Regions from separate parts of the Mus musculus genome. Here region 1 is linked to region 2. The links are chromatin contacts, called in public HiChIP or PLAC-seq maps. All regions are on one chromosome and are shown on one strand. Each heading gives the region's core, a stretch centred on a gene start, on an enhancer-like site or on the middle of the called end of the contact. The rest is flanking DNA. Distances are from core to core; before and after follow the strand shown. Region 1 has its middle 18 kb from the start of B330016D10Rik. Region 2 overlaps Fbxo42 (F-box protein 42).

Region 1 (7,186 bases), core at 1,222-3,721, 400 kb before region 2:
ACCCACCCAAGAGCTATCTGGATTTGTGAATGAAAGACACACACACACACACACAAACTACACACACACACACACACACTCCAGTTGATGTTAAATATGCCTTGATGAGGTCAAAGCCTGGGCAGTTCTAATCTTCCCCGCAGCTAGCACACATTACCCTCTGGTACTGCTAGCTTAATGGCCTCTAACTCCATATTTTATCTTTGCTGCCCTGGCTCCTTCTGGGCAGCCCTTCCGGGCCCATTCCTTCTCTCCTACACTCCGGATGATTTTCCTTCTGCAGTTCTAAATCTAATCCGTCTCCCTCCTTCCTTTCTCCCAATGCCTAGCCTGTGAAAATCTAAAGGTCTCGCCTCAGTCTACCTGCCTGGACATTGGCAGTTGGCTCTTTATTGATTGATCAGAAACCAATTGGGGACAAGGATCTTCAGCGTTTGGACACACAGATTCACAATTTTGGGGGCCCGGATTACTTCAAAGCATTAGATCCCATCCCCAACACATGTGTTCACCCCCCAGTGTGTGTGGTTTGTCTCTGAAGGCCCAGATTTTTATGGTCACTCATAACAGAGTCAAAGTCTGAGAAAGAGAAGGCTAAGATATGCCCTCTGAGCCTTCAGGGGAAATAAGGGCAAAGTCTCAAGTCCTTTTATTATTTTTTTTTCCGAGACAGGGTTTCTCTGTATAGCCCTGGCTGTCCTGGAACTCACTTTATAAGCCAGGCTGGCCTCGAACTCAGAAATCCGCTTACCTCTGCCTCCCAAGTGCTGGGATTAAAGGCATGCACCACCACCGCCCGGCTCAAGTCCTATTTTTTGTATATTGGTGTTTGGACTGTATGTATGTCAGTATGGGGGTTGTTGGATCCCTTCGCAACCCCATTGGACTACATAGTGTCTTCTGCCAGGTAAGGACATGTGCAGCTACAAGGGAGGGGGGCATGGAGGGCGTCTTGTCTAGAAGGAATTAATAAATACAAGCTCATTGGGAAGTGCCTCTAAATTAGGGTTAGTAAGCCCTAGAGTGCTTCCATTCTAGGAGGTACTGTGTGTGTGTGTGTGTGTGTGTGTGTGTGTAAAGAATAGTGGACTAGAGACATGGCTCAGCAGGCTGCTCTTCCAGAGGACCCCAGTTCAATTCCCAGCACCCACATGGCAGCTTACATCCTGTTTCCAAGGGACCTGACACCCTCATACTGAAATATACACAGTCAAAACACCAATATACATAAAATACAAATAAATTAATATTTAAAAATGAACCAAGGAAGGCCGGCTGCGATGACAGCTCTTAGGAGGCAGAGGCAGGTAGATTTCTGTGAGCTCCAGGCCAGCCAACTTGAGCTGCATAGTGAGACCATGTCTCAAAAACAAATCAACATCAAAAAACCAGTGCATGCTCTCTGTCCAGAGCCATCTCTTCAGTCCCAACTAGGGTAGACTTTAAAAACTATTCCTGAGCCATAGGCTACGCTTGGGGAATGCCTACAGCTAAGTCTCAGCCCCTTGTATTTCCTTAATGGTTGGGGGGGGGGGCTGAGGCTAGGGGAGTGACCCTAGATAAGCCACTCCCATCCCTGCCTTCCATCCTGGGGCTCCTGGCAGTCTGAGGACTCATCACCAAACCTACTTGTTCAGATTGATACTTCCCCCAGAGCCAAATTCGGCCTTTTCCCAAAAGTGTGAACTGCATTGGATCAACCGGTTCTAAAAGTGGATGGCTTATCACCTTAGGCCAGTGGTTCCCAACGTTCCTAACACTTCGTGCAACTCTTTAAGACAGCTCCTCCGTTGTGGTGACCCCCAACTAGAAAATTATTTTCGCTGTTACTTCATAACTGTTATTTTTCTACCGCTTTCAATTGTACTGTTTCTGTGTTTTGCGACGGTATTGTCTTAGGCAAAAGGGTCTTTCAGCACTCCCTTACCTTATGAAAGGGGTCACAACCCACAGGTTGGTAGCCGCTGCTTAGGACCATAAGTACTGCTGGACTTGTTTTGTTTTACTTTGTTTTGTTTCGAGACAGGGTTTCTCTGTGTAGCCCTGGCTATCCTGGAACTCACTGTAGACCAGGCTGGCTTCAAACTCAGAAATCTGCCTGCCTCTGCTTCCCGAGTGCTGGGATTAAAGGCATGTGTCACCTCTGCCCAACTGCTAGACTTTGTTTTCACTTTGCTTTCCTCCTTTTTTTTTTTTCCTTTCCTTTTCTTTTTTAAATATTAGACAGGGTCTCCTGTGGCCCAGGTGGGCCTCAGACTCACTAGGAGGCCGGGAGATGAGATAACTTCCAACCTCTGATCAACCCACAAATGCTTAGCCACCCACAGAGCTCCCAAATCTGTCTTTTGTGGCCTTTTCTAAGAGAGGTGAGGAAAGCTGTGGCTTTGTCCTTCACTAGTTCCAAGGAACAGCGGGGAGAGCTGAATCACAATGGGTGGATTCCAGCCCCAGCCGGAGCGGGAAACAACGCCCCACCCGGCATTTTAAACCAAAAAGCTTTCTGTTCTCTCAAGTCGGAGCTCATTCTTGGGCTCTGAGGACTGGGGAAGTATGGAGGGGAAATAGCTTACATTCCATAGTTCTGTATTTAGCATCTTCTTAGAAACCCACATTGAAAACTAGGTTTCTTTTTTTAAAGTCTTTCTTTCTTTCTTTTTTAATTATGTACTTGAAGTGTATGCACCAGAGCACAGGGGGCCTCAGAGGCCGGAAAGGGTGTTGAATCCCCAGGAGCTCGAATAACCAAAGTCCTGTCCCGTGTCCGTCCCCCACCCCCGACCCCCCCACCCCGAGTGGGTGCTGGGAGCCAATTCAAGTTCTCAGCAAGAGTGGTACAGGATCTTTTTTCTTTTAAAAATTTATTTATTTATATGTAAGTACACTGTAGCTGTCTTCAGACACACCAGAAGAGGGCGTCAGATCTTGTTAGGGATGGTTGTGAGCCACCATGTGGTTGCTGGGATTTGAACTCTGGACCTTCAGAAGAGCAGTCGGGTGCTCTTACCCACTGAGCCATCTCACCAGCCCCCGTGGTACAGGATCTTAACTGCTGTAAGTTCAAGGTCAGCATGGTCTACATAGTGGGAGCCTACCAGGAGCTCCACAGAGTCTTCTCTTGCTGTGTTGATTAGCAGCCTCAGGGTTCAGATTGGCTGGGCAAGCTCTCTTTCCCGGCCCTTCAGCTGCAAGGTAGCAGTTGCTACTACCCCAAAATCTCTCTGGCTGTCACTTGCTGATCAAGGGATCCACCCTCTTCTTAGTAACAGCTGGCTCAAACCTTCCACCTTTCCAGATGACACAGTAGCCTGATTTAGTAAGTCTTACTCAAGGAAGTGTGTATATGGGTTAAACCTCATTTAAAAATACCCTTTTCTTGCCAGGTGTCCTGGCACACACCTTGAATCCCAGCACTTGGGAGGCTGATTGGAGGATGAACTCTCCTGAGTTTGAGGCCAACCTGGTCTATCTAGTAAGTTCTGGGACAGCCAGGGCTACACAGAGAAAACCCTGTCTCAAAAAACAAAACAAAACAAAACAAAAGGAAACAGACAATGAAAAGACAGAAAGAAAGCCTTTATTCAGGCTGGCTGGGAGTACAGTCTGGAGTTCCAGACAAAGCGAAGCACCGCTAGGCATTGTGGGAAAGGACTTTTTTTTTTTTTTTTTTTTTTTTTTTTTGGAGACAGGGTTTCTCTGTATAGCCCTGGCTGTCCTGGAACTCACTTACTTTGTAGACCAGGCTGGCCTCGAACTCAGAAATCCGCCTGCCTCTGCCTCCTGAGTGCTGGGATTAAAGGCGTGCACCACCACGCCCGGCTGGGGTATCTTTTTAGAAAGATTTATTTATTTGTATATGCACTGGTGTTCGGCCGGCATGCCTGTGCCAAGGCGCCAGATCCTTTGGAACTGGAATCACAGGCAGCTGTGAGCCGCCATGTGGGTGCTTGGTACTGAACTCAGGTCCCCTGGAAGAACAGTCAGCGCTCATAACCACTGAACCATCTCTCCAGCCCTAGCTGGGACATCTTGACCTCCGTTCCTAGAACAGAGTCGTGTCATTTTCCATGGGATTCTCCATGAAGGAGATCAAATTCTAGTTAAGCATGAACTGGCCTCAGCAAGAATACAAGATGGAGGAACCTCTGTTCTCTCTTGCCCTGTCACATGGGGATGAAAACTCTGGCCCCAAACTCAGAGTTCCCCCTGCTGAAGCATCTTTCCAGAGTCCTAGCTCTCCCCTATACATGTGCAGGTTTGGGGTGTCTCTCCCTAGCTACACAGCGCCTATCTAGAACATGCCCTCTCTTGCCACTTTGGACATGGAGGGGTCCCTCACGAGCATCTAGCCTAACTTCTCCACTAGTGACTGAGACCCTGTCTCTGACAACTTTTGTTTTCATCAGTTGGAGACATTCAGTTTGGGGTTTTCGACCCAAATTAATCTGATTCAGGGGCTTGAACTTACAGATATCTGCCGCCTCTGCCTCCCAAGTGCAAGGAGTTAAAGGCATTGTCCCACCATGCCTGGCTATTTGGTTTTTGAACCAGAGTCTCACACTGCAGCCCAGGCTTTCCCAGAAGCAATCTGGCCTCGGCTCTCCCAGAAGTGGTTTGCAGGAGTGAGCCGCTGCCACATGGCTGTGCAGGAGAGTTTTAGCCTTACGCTTAGCAACTTTATAGCATGAGCTACTGGCTGGTCTTGAACCCTTGACCTTCCTGCCTCAGCTTTCTGAGTGCTGTGGTTACAGTTTGTGTGTGTGTGTGTGTGTGTGTGTGTGTGTGTGTGTGTGTGTGTGACTATGCCTGGTTTAGAGGACAGATTAAGCAATTAATTTGAAATCTTTAAAACTTTAGGGGCTGGAGAGATGGCTCAGTGGTTAAGAGCACTGACTGCTCTTCCAGAGGTCCTGAGTTCAATTCCCAGAAACCACATGGTGGCTCACAACCATCTGTAATGGGATCCCATGCCCTCTTCTGGTGTGTCTGAGGACAGTGTCAGTGCACTCACATACATTAAATAAATAAATATTAAAACAAAAACAGAAAAACCCTTTAGTTTCTCTCTCTCTCTCTCTCTCTCTCTCTCTCTCTCTCTCTCTGTGAAGGTTTATGAGCAACATCTATGTGGAGGTCAAAGGCCAGCCCTGTAGTGTTGGATCTTTCCCCCCACCTTTGGGTGAGTCCCAGTGGTCAACAGCCTTGTGAGGTAAAAGCTTTTACCTGATGAGCCTTCTCCCCGCCCCACCTCCAACCCCCCCCCCCCCAAATCCAGAGCACTGCTCAGGAGGAAGGAGGGAGCCAAGACAGAAAGCCAGGCCTGTTGAATTAGGATCAGCAATGGACGTCTGAAAGTTGCTGGAAAACGGGAAGAGGAGTCTTCAGAGGAAACAGAGCAGAAGCCCAGAACAGCAGGGCGACATTTCTAGCATTTTTGGTCAGTGTCCAGAAAAGTCACACTTTTTGAACTAGAACTCAGAAATCAGTCAGGCTTAGAGGCAGAGAATTAAGTGAAACTGCTGACAGGAATGTTGTGGTTGTTTACATTGATTAATTGTGTGTGTGCGCGCGCGCGTGCGTGCACGTGTGTACTCACACTGAGCGAGTCCATACAGGCCAGAGGAGGAAGTCAGGGTTTCCCACTGGACCTGGAGTTTGCCTGGCAGCCCCAGTGAGTCCCACCCCCACCCCTGCTGCTGCCCACCATATGCCAGGCTTACATGGTGTCACATGTATCCACAGGTATCCATGGTGACATATGCCAGGCTTACATGGTGTCACATGTATCCACAGGTATCCATGGTGACATTCTTGCCTTTGTTTGGGTGCTGTGGTTGTGCCACAGTGTCTTGCCCACTGGAGCTATTCTGAGACCGGGCCTTAGATCACTTAGTTGATCTCAGTTGTACCTTTTAGCTGAAGAGGGCCTTGCATTTACTTCTGATCATGCTTTCTCTGACTGGGACGCGGGGGAGACCGACAGAGTTTATTCTTTTTTTTTTTTTTTGGATTTTCGAGAAAGGGTTTCTCTGTGTAGCTCTCGCCTGCCTCTGCCTCCCGAGTGCTGGGATTAAAGACGTGCACCACCACGCCTGGCTCAGAGTTTATTCTTGGGTTTGTTCTTTTTATACATATTTACTTTTGCCAAGCAGATGGAACACACTTTCTTTCTTTCTTTTTTTTTTTTTTTAAGATTTATTTTATTTATATGAATACACTGTAGCTGTCTTCAAATACACCAGAAGAGGGCATCAGATACCATTACAGATGGTTGTGAGCCACATGGTTCAATTCCCATGTGGTTGCTGGGAATTGAACTCAGGACCTCTGGAAGAGCAGTCAGTGCTCTTAACTGCTGAGCCATCTCTCCAGCCCCAGGAACACACTTTCAAAGCTGTTGGTTTTGGGCCCTGTGACAGGGACTGAAGTACATATTTTACATATCAAAGCAGACCTGGCCTCCAGGTTCTCCCAGCATCCCAGTCTTTGCCTGGCCAACTGTGCCCCCAACCTTGAATTTTCCAGCCCTGGCAGGGACTGGGCTGTCTTTTCCCCAGAGGCTCCTCCCTGTATAATCCAGACATCATTTTGGCGTCCCCCTCTCTCCTCTCCTCTTCTTTCTCTGTGTGTGCTTGATCGAGCGGGAGCCTTTCTCTCTTTCTCTTCCCCTACCCACCTCTCCCCACGGTGACTCCCCCGACCTCAATCAAATACAAGCAGAGGCAAGCAGATCTTGGTGAGTTCTGGGCCAGCCAGAGCTACAAAGTGAGACCCTGCCTAAGGGAGAGAGAGAGAATTCATGTTTAAAATTATGAGTATATATTGCTGGGGTCGGGGGGTGCACACCTTTAATCCCAGCATTGCAGGGACAGAGAAGAGGATCTTTGAGTTCAATGCCAGCCTGGTCTACAAAGCACGTTCCAGTGCACCCAGAGCTGTTACATAGAGAAACCCTGTCCTGGGAAAACAAAACAAAACAAAAGATGTATGTATGTATGTATCTGGGTGAATATGCACCTGAGTGCAGGCCCCCTTGTCCCTTGGAGTTCAGAAAATGGCATCGGAGTTCCTGCAGCTGGTGCCACAAGCAGCTGTGGTAGCATTATAGGAGTGTGTCTTCAAGTCTGGCAGTATCTACATTTTTTTTTCTTAATAACAAAACAAACAAAAAACCCAGCTGGGCAATGGT
Region 2 (7,176 bases), core at 1,921-4,420:
ACTCCTGTACTCAGAGAACTGGCATGTAGGGTCATGAGTTCAAGTCCAGCCCAGGCTATATACAAAGCACATGTGCATATATAGTGGATTTCAAAAAGTAAATACTCACTAGGCATGGTAGTTGCATGTTTTTAATCCCAGCACCCAGGAGACAGAGGCAAATGGATCTCTGATTTTGAGACCAGCATGGTCTATAAAGCAAGTTCCAGGACAGCCAGTGCTATATAAAGAAACTGTGGGGTCTTTTGTGTTTTTGTTTGTTTGTTTGTTTAATCATGCTTCTAGAACAATCTACTTTTTCTAAAATATCCATCCTAATGAATAATTTCACTAAAGGCATACTTCATTTGCTTTTGCTTTTTTTTTTTTTTTTTTTGGAGACAGGGTTTCTCTGATACTCCTGGCTGTCTTAGAACTCACTCTATCTATAGACCAGATTGGCCTTGAACTCACAGATCTGTCTACCTCTGCCTCTGGAGGGCTGGAATTAAAACCATGAACTATGTAAACCTATCTCTCAAACACGCCTCTCTCTCTTTCCTTTATGTTTAAGAATATATTAAAATATCTCCATTATCCCCATTTCTGCTTCAGAAAAAATTATTTAAAAAAATGAAGGTCGGGCTGGTGAGATGGCTCAGCGGGTAAGAGCACTGGCTACTCTTCCGAAGGTCCTGAGTTCAAATCCCAGCAACCACATGGTGGCTCACAACCACCTGCAATGAGATCTGACGCCCTCTTCTGGTGCATCTGAAGATAGCTACAGTGTACTTAGATATAATAGTAAATAAATCTTAAAAAAAAAAAAACACACACACACACACAAAACCACAATGGACATAGCCAGGTCTCTGTGGCTAAGTACTCTTGCTGTTCTTCCAGAAGACTGAGTTCAAGCCCAGCTCCCACACAGGTGGCTCCCAGACCCTGTAACTCAAGACCCAGTGAATCTGACGCCTTCACCTGGCCTCCACAGGCACCTGCATACATGCAACATACACATACATGGAGACAGACGGACAGATGGACAGATGGATGGACACACACACACACACACACCTCTTTAAAACAAGTGTACCTTTGATAAGTCGATACCACTGTTTGCAGACCAGAGCTGCAGTCTTGTGTTCCTGGTATGGTGAAAGGAAGGACAGAATATACTCCAAAACCTCTTCCGGCAGCTCAGACATGGACCTATTATGTCTTGTTTCCTCAACCTCCAACACTGGGTGGGGGTCCTCATCTTGCTCCATTGTCCCTTCCAGTGCAGTTTCTTCTTGGTCCACGGCCATGACACTGTCATCTTCACTGTCCGAGGAGCTGGCCATGACACACTCGAAGCTCTAGTGTAAGAAGTAAACATCAGTGCACAGCTCTCAGAAGCACAGGAGCACTGAGCACCCGAGCTGCTCACAGCCTCCTTCCTTCCCACAGCATGAAGCTGCTCCAGCACTTCCCCGTAACCAGTCGGATCCATATTAATCTCATAGGTAGAGTGCCAATGCCAAGCCCGCCACATCCTCCCTCCCCCTAGAATGGCACACAAGTCCCAGTATAACCTTCGAACAGGAAGACTTGGGGGGGGTGGGTGGGTAGAAGGCTCAGCAGTTAAGAGCACTGCTCTTCTAAAGAGCCCAGGCTTGGTTCCCAGCACCAGTAGCTCACAATAGCCTGAACTCCATTTCCAGGGGACCTACCACCATCTTCTGGCCTCTATGGGAACTGCACATGTGTAGTAGGTAAACACTAAAACACATTAAATATAAAAAACAAAAATGCCACCAAGTGGACACAGACCTCTAATTCTTTAATTCTAGCACAAAGGAGGCAGAGGCAGGTAGATCTCTGCGACTTTTAGACCAGCCTAGAGTCTACATAGTGAGTTCTAGGCCAACCAAGACTACACACAGCGGAACCATCTCAAGCAAGCAAAGACAACCTGGAAAACCTGTTCTTTCATAATTCCTTACCTCAGAGATATGACTAATATGTGGTGCAGGGGATACCTCCCACTGACAAGGAAAAACTAACTCTGAGTCCTAGAAAAGAATAGAAGAATGCTGGAAGGAAGATATGAGTTAAAAAAGCAGAAGCTTTAAGACAGGCATAGCTCTCTTGGGCCAGCCTGAGAGCCCAGCACTTGGGAGGCTGAAGCAGGAAAAGTTGGAGGTTACAGACTATAATACTAATACATATATTTATACACATCAGTTTGAGAGGGGGTATGGTTCAACTGTAGAGTGCTTATCCTTATATAGGGCAATTCAATTAGAAAATAATAACTTTTCTAAGAACAGGCTTAGCTGGCTAAACTGTTAACCACAAAACAATATGAACAACAGAAAACATGATACACCTAGGCAATAAAAACAAATAAACAAACCCAAGTGCCTGACAACAAAACCAATGATAAGAACTGTCATTCGTGATGGAAACCCATGAAGTCAGGAACGACAGGCACAGGCCCCAGTCTCTCAGAAGAGATACTCAGCAGAGAGGGCAGAGTACATTCTGCATGACAATTTATGCCAGAGCAAAGCTAATTTATGCCACCGTAAGTGAGGACAGTGATTAATATACAAAGTTCCAAAGTGCTGGGAAAGTCTGTTCCCTAATTGGGAGCTAGAGCTCAGCCTGTGGAAAAGCCATGGGCTGAGAGCAAGAGTTGGTCAGAGTATGTTCTTGTCAATAGTTATTTCTAATGGAGATATTATAGATTACATAAATTTCCCTCTATGCGGGAACTCTAGTTCCAGAAATCTCTAGAAAGAAAATTCTAACTACACAAAGGCAAATAAGTCATTTGCATGTGCAAAGCCTAAGGTCAAAACAGTAAAACTAAGGAACTGCCATTTACATAAGAACAGGTACGGTGAGGCACACCTTCAGTCCAAACATTTGAGAGGTAAAGAGGCAGGAGGATCTCTGTGAGTTGAAGGCCAGCCTACTCTACACAGTGAATTCAAGGCCAGCCAGGCTACTCACTGAAACTGCTCAAAAAGAAGAATTATGTTCCAGTTAGAGTCTGAAAGGAGAGGTGCTGCGCAAGTTAGGACTAAAGGTTTAGTGGGGAGTGAATTCTCTGAGGGATGTCGGGAACAGAAGACCAGGGTGCCACGCTGACCACGCCTCTCTCACAGAGCTCTCTGAGACAGCTGGTTAGAAAGGTCAGGTGAAGGATGGAAGGAGGGACAGGATGAAGCTCCTGTGTCACTACTAACCGCCGGCTGGGGACCACTCCAAGAGGACTTGGCTGCAAAGCTCTGGCAGACTTTGAAGAGGCAAACGACTCAGCTGGAGTCTTCACAGGGAATGGAGCTTTGATCTTTGTGGGTTTTTTTTTTTTAATAGCCTTTCTTTTTTAGGGGGGTTGGCTTTTTGAGATAGGATTTCTCTATGAAACAGCCTTGACTGTCTCAAAACTCATTCTGTAGATGTTGACCAGGCTGGCCTCGGAGATCCACCTGCCTCTGCCTCCCAAGGGCACCATGCCCAACTCAAGTTCTTCAAACACAAGTGTAAACATTAGGTAATTTTGTTGTTGGTTTTTAATGTCTATGTGTGTTTTGCCTGCGGTATTTATAAGCAGCACTTGCATGCCTGGTGCCCACAGAGGTCAGAAAAAGGCACTGGATCCCTGGGACTGTAGTTACAGACAGCTGGGACTTGTCTGTGGGTGCTGGGAATCGAACCTGAGTCCTCTGCATGAGCAGCAAGTGCTCTTAGCCACCATAAGCCAACTCACCAGCCTCATGGTGTTAGTTTTATGTTTTCACAATTATTTAATTTTAATTATGGATCTACATTTTTTTTGTTTTTTTTTTGTTTTTTTGTTTTTTTGTTTTTCGAGACAGGGTTTCTCTGTGTAGCCTTGGCTGTCCTGGACCTCACTTTGTAGACCAGGCTGGCCTGGAACTCAGAAATCCGCCTGCCTCTGCCTCCCGAGTGCTGGGATTAAAGGGGATCTACGCATTTCTGTGTGTAGGTGTGGGCTTGTGAGTGCAAGTCCCCAGGAGACCAGAAGCAGGTGGATCCCATGAGGCCTCCAATGCAGGAACTGAATTAACTTTTCTTTGCTTTTGCTGTTTTGTTTTGAAATAGGGTTTCTCTGTATAGTCCTGGCTGTCCTGAGCTCACTCTGTAGAGCAGGCTGGCCTGGAACTCAGAGAGATCTCTGCCTGCTGCTGGCAGCAGTAGCATTTATTCATTCTAAACCTCTGAGCCACCTCTCTAGCCGTTATTGGTTAGCTGGTTGATTGGTTGGGTTGGGTTTTTTGATATCCTGTAGCCCAGACTGTCTTTAAATTCACACTGATCCTCCTGCCTCAGCTATCCAAGTGTTAAGATTATAAATTATGAGCCACCATGCCTGGCTTGGCTTGCTTTCCTTCCTCCCTGTGGATGTAAGCCCTGCCTTGGATGCATACTGCTTTGCAGGTATCTGATGTCTTTTGAGTATCCCCCCATCTTCCCCTACTACTCCCACTCTCCCCTCCTCTCAGGCCCCTGCACTCCTACAGTTTTACTTCTGTTTTCATTTCTGCAAACACATAAGACTGACTCCTTTCTCTCATTTCCTGGATTAACATTAACCTCACTCTGCAAACTCACATAAGAAAAAAGTCCAAGAAAAAGACCTGTTGAGCCGGGCGTGGTGGCGCACGCCTTTAATCCCAGCACTCGAGAGGCAGTGGCAGGCGGATTTCTGAGTTCGAGGCCAGCCTGGTCTACAAAGTGAGGTCCAGGACAGCCAGGGCTACACAGAGAAACCCTGTCTCGAAAAACCAAAAAAAAAAAAAAAAAAAAAAAGGACCTGTTGAGTAGGCCACTGTTCGCATCTAATTCCAACACAGTCGGCCAGCCGCAGCACAGTGCTGCCCAATGAGCCCAGGTAGCTTCAGAATGACTGAATTGGAGGGGGCTGTGGAGGACATTCTCATCACTATTTCCCACACAGAGAACATCATCTGGTTCAATAAACCATTTACCCCCTTCAAGGCCTTCTGACAGCACAGTCAGCAAGTCTGAGCAGTGGTCCCCACACAGCCGTAGGTAAGTAAGCTCTAAGGAGCTTCACTGTCTCGTGGTCCACAGAAACATGAGTCCCATGCTTCCAAGGGCATACTTGCTGACTCAGCCCCGGACACAGGGGTGGCAGGTCCTTTCCTTGGCAACTGTATGTGCCGCACCAATTCACATAGCTTCTTTCTCTCTTCCACAACCAGGTGCTCAGAGCTCCCGAGGACATGGACACATTTTGATGCTCTCAAGTTTTGGAATTTTTTTGTTTGTTTGTTTGTTTTCATTTTGTTTTCTGCTGGCTTAAAGCATTTCCCACATAACCACATTAACTCCAGAAACGAGGTTTTCATGAGCTGTTTAGAAAGACAAGTTCTTATCCTCACCCGTGTCAGACCTCTTCATTCCCCAAAGTGATGGGTCTTTTGGGAAAATTCACAATTGGAAGTCAAATCAATAGAATCAGAATGTGAAGACAGGCTGTTTTGCTGGGCCTCTTTGCTTTCTATGGGGCATCCTGATGAGCACTAGGTCAGACACGTCCTCAGAGCATCTACATGCTGGCCTCACCTCATAGCAGCAACTGGATCAAAATACACTGGAACGTCACTGAGTGCTCGGCAGTCTGCTGGCCAAAACTAAAAGCTTTTATGTCTCTTTGAGTTCTGAAGGTTTTGGGTTTCTGTTTGTTTGTTTGTCTGTCTGTCTGTCTGTTTGTTTTTAAAGAGGGGAGCAGAAAGAGTGGGGTGTTTGCTTGTCTGTTTGAGAATGCCAAGGTTTTGTTTGCCAGGTCACTGGCTGGCTACACCAGCTGCATCACTGCGCTCCAGCTTCAGTGAGAGACTCTCAAAACCGCAGTTGAATGGAGGGTGAAATGGATTAGCGGACAGGAGACACTTGACCCCAAACCTGACCACCTCAGTCCAGTCCCCAGAACCCACATGGTAGCAGGAAAAAGCCAGTTCCCACAAGTTTCTCGCCTGTCTCCACACACGCACAAAGAGCAAACAGACAGAAACAACTGCAATTCAGTTGATTTACTTAAATAAAATGCTGGCGAAGGTTTAGAACAGAATCTAGCTAGCTTGCTCTTCAGAATTTCAAAAGATTTTCATCATAATCACACAGATGCTGGGGAAGCTCGCTCGGGAAGCTCCCACCTCAGGTGTCAGTGTGAGCTGAAGACAACCCAGCTCCTGAGAATACAAACACTGCTGGACAAGAGATCTATACCCAATCATAACAGATTGTGCTAAGCCTTAGGAATACACTGCTGCCATTGCCACTGCCGCCGCCGCCACCACCACCACCACCATCATCATCACCATCACCACCACCACCATCATCACCATCATCATCTTTGTACCAAGTCAAATGCAAAGTTACAGAAACCGGAAAATTTCTAGAAGAAATTATTTTACTCTATTTTATGCAGTCAACAAGTATCAATGTACTTGACCTAAAACACTGTGTTCAGGGCTAGTGAGATGGTAAAAGTGTTTGCCATACAAACCAGACTACTTGAGTTTCATCTCTGGGTGCCATAGTGGCAAAAGCCAACTCTCAAAAGCTGCCCTCTGACATCCACTGTGGTGGGCATATACTGAAAACACACACACAAATTAAATTGTTGCGATTATTAGAATACTATGTTTGGATCTCACAAAAGGTACAAAAAGAGAATGTTCCCACTAAGAGCTAATAACACAGCCAGTGATGGTGGCTCAGGCTTTTAATCTCAGCACTGAGGAGGCAGAGGCAGGCAGATCTCTGTGAGTTCGAGGCCAGCCTGGTCTACAGAGTGAGTTCCAGGACAGCCAGGGCTACACAGAGAAACCCTGTCTCAGAAAACAAACCAAAACCCAGGAACATATAAGGAAGCAACAGCACAGGCAGTGTGTGATAAACTATGTGTGACGTCAAGCTTGAGCAGCCCAGCTGGAGAGGAGGGCCCACCCACCCACCCTCCACCTAGGTAAGACGCTGGAGGGATGTGCTGGACCCCACTCTGCTGACCAGGTAGGATCTCAGAGCACCGAAAGGGAAGGTAGGGATGGCAGGGTTTTAAACTACTATTTTTTAAACTGGTAATCTGCCAGTTAGAAAACCTGCACTAGAGAAAAGGGTAAAATACACTTGGCACTCAAACAGATGTTT

Evidence for each region. HiChIP or PLAC-seq counts read pairs in DNA pulled down with a chosen protein or histone mark.
Region 1: a contact with region 2 is called in an H3K27ac HiChIP or PLAC-seq map of embryonic stem cells, with 9 read pairs. The contact joins two enhancer-like sites. A contact is called at or near these places in 2 of 39 promoter capture datasets (the HPC-7 cell line and cranial neural crest), 2 of 484 Hi-C or Micro-C datasets (the G1E-ER4 cell line and nephron progenitors) and 4 of 115 datasets of contacts at active chromatin or transcription factors (all in embryonic stem cells).

What each region holds. Positions count from the first base shown.
Region 1 is chr4:141,560,791-141,567,976 of GRCm38.p6, reverse strand. No RefSeq gene overlaps it. Among named protein-coding and RNA genes, the nearest start is that of B330016D10Rik, 18 kb to the right of the region's middle. Within about 2 kb of position 2,471, at least 66 of the 459 cell types and tissues checked have an H3K27ac peak or open chromatin away from gene starts, as enhancers often do. A contact at or near this core is called in embryonic stem cells, where this site is marked.
Region 2 is chr4:141,161,880-141,169,055 of GRCm38.p6, reverse strand. It overlaps Fbxo42 (F-box protein 42), which reads right to left. Exons shown (of 10, transcript NM_172518.3): 2 at 1,079-1,343. The coding sequence starts at 1,328. Among named protein-coding and RNA genes, the nearest start is that of Fbxo42, 18 kb to the right of the region's middle. Within about 2 kb of position 3,170, at least 20 of the 459 cell types and tissues checked have an H3K27ac peak or open chromatin away from gene starts, as enhancers often do. A contact at or near this core is called in embryonic stem cells, where this site is marked.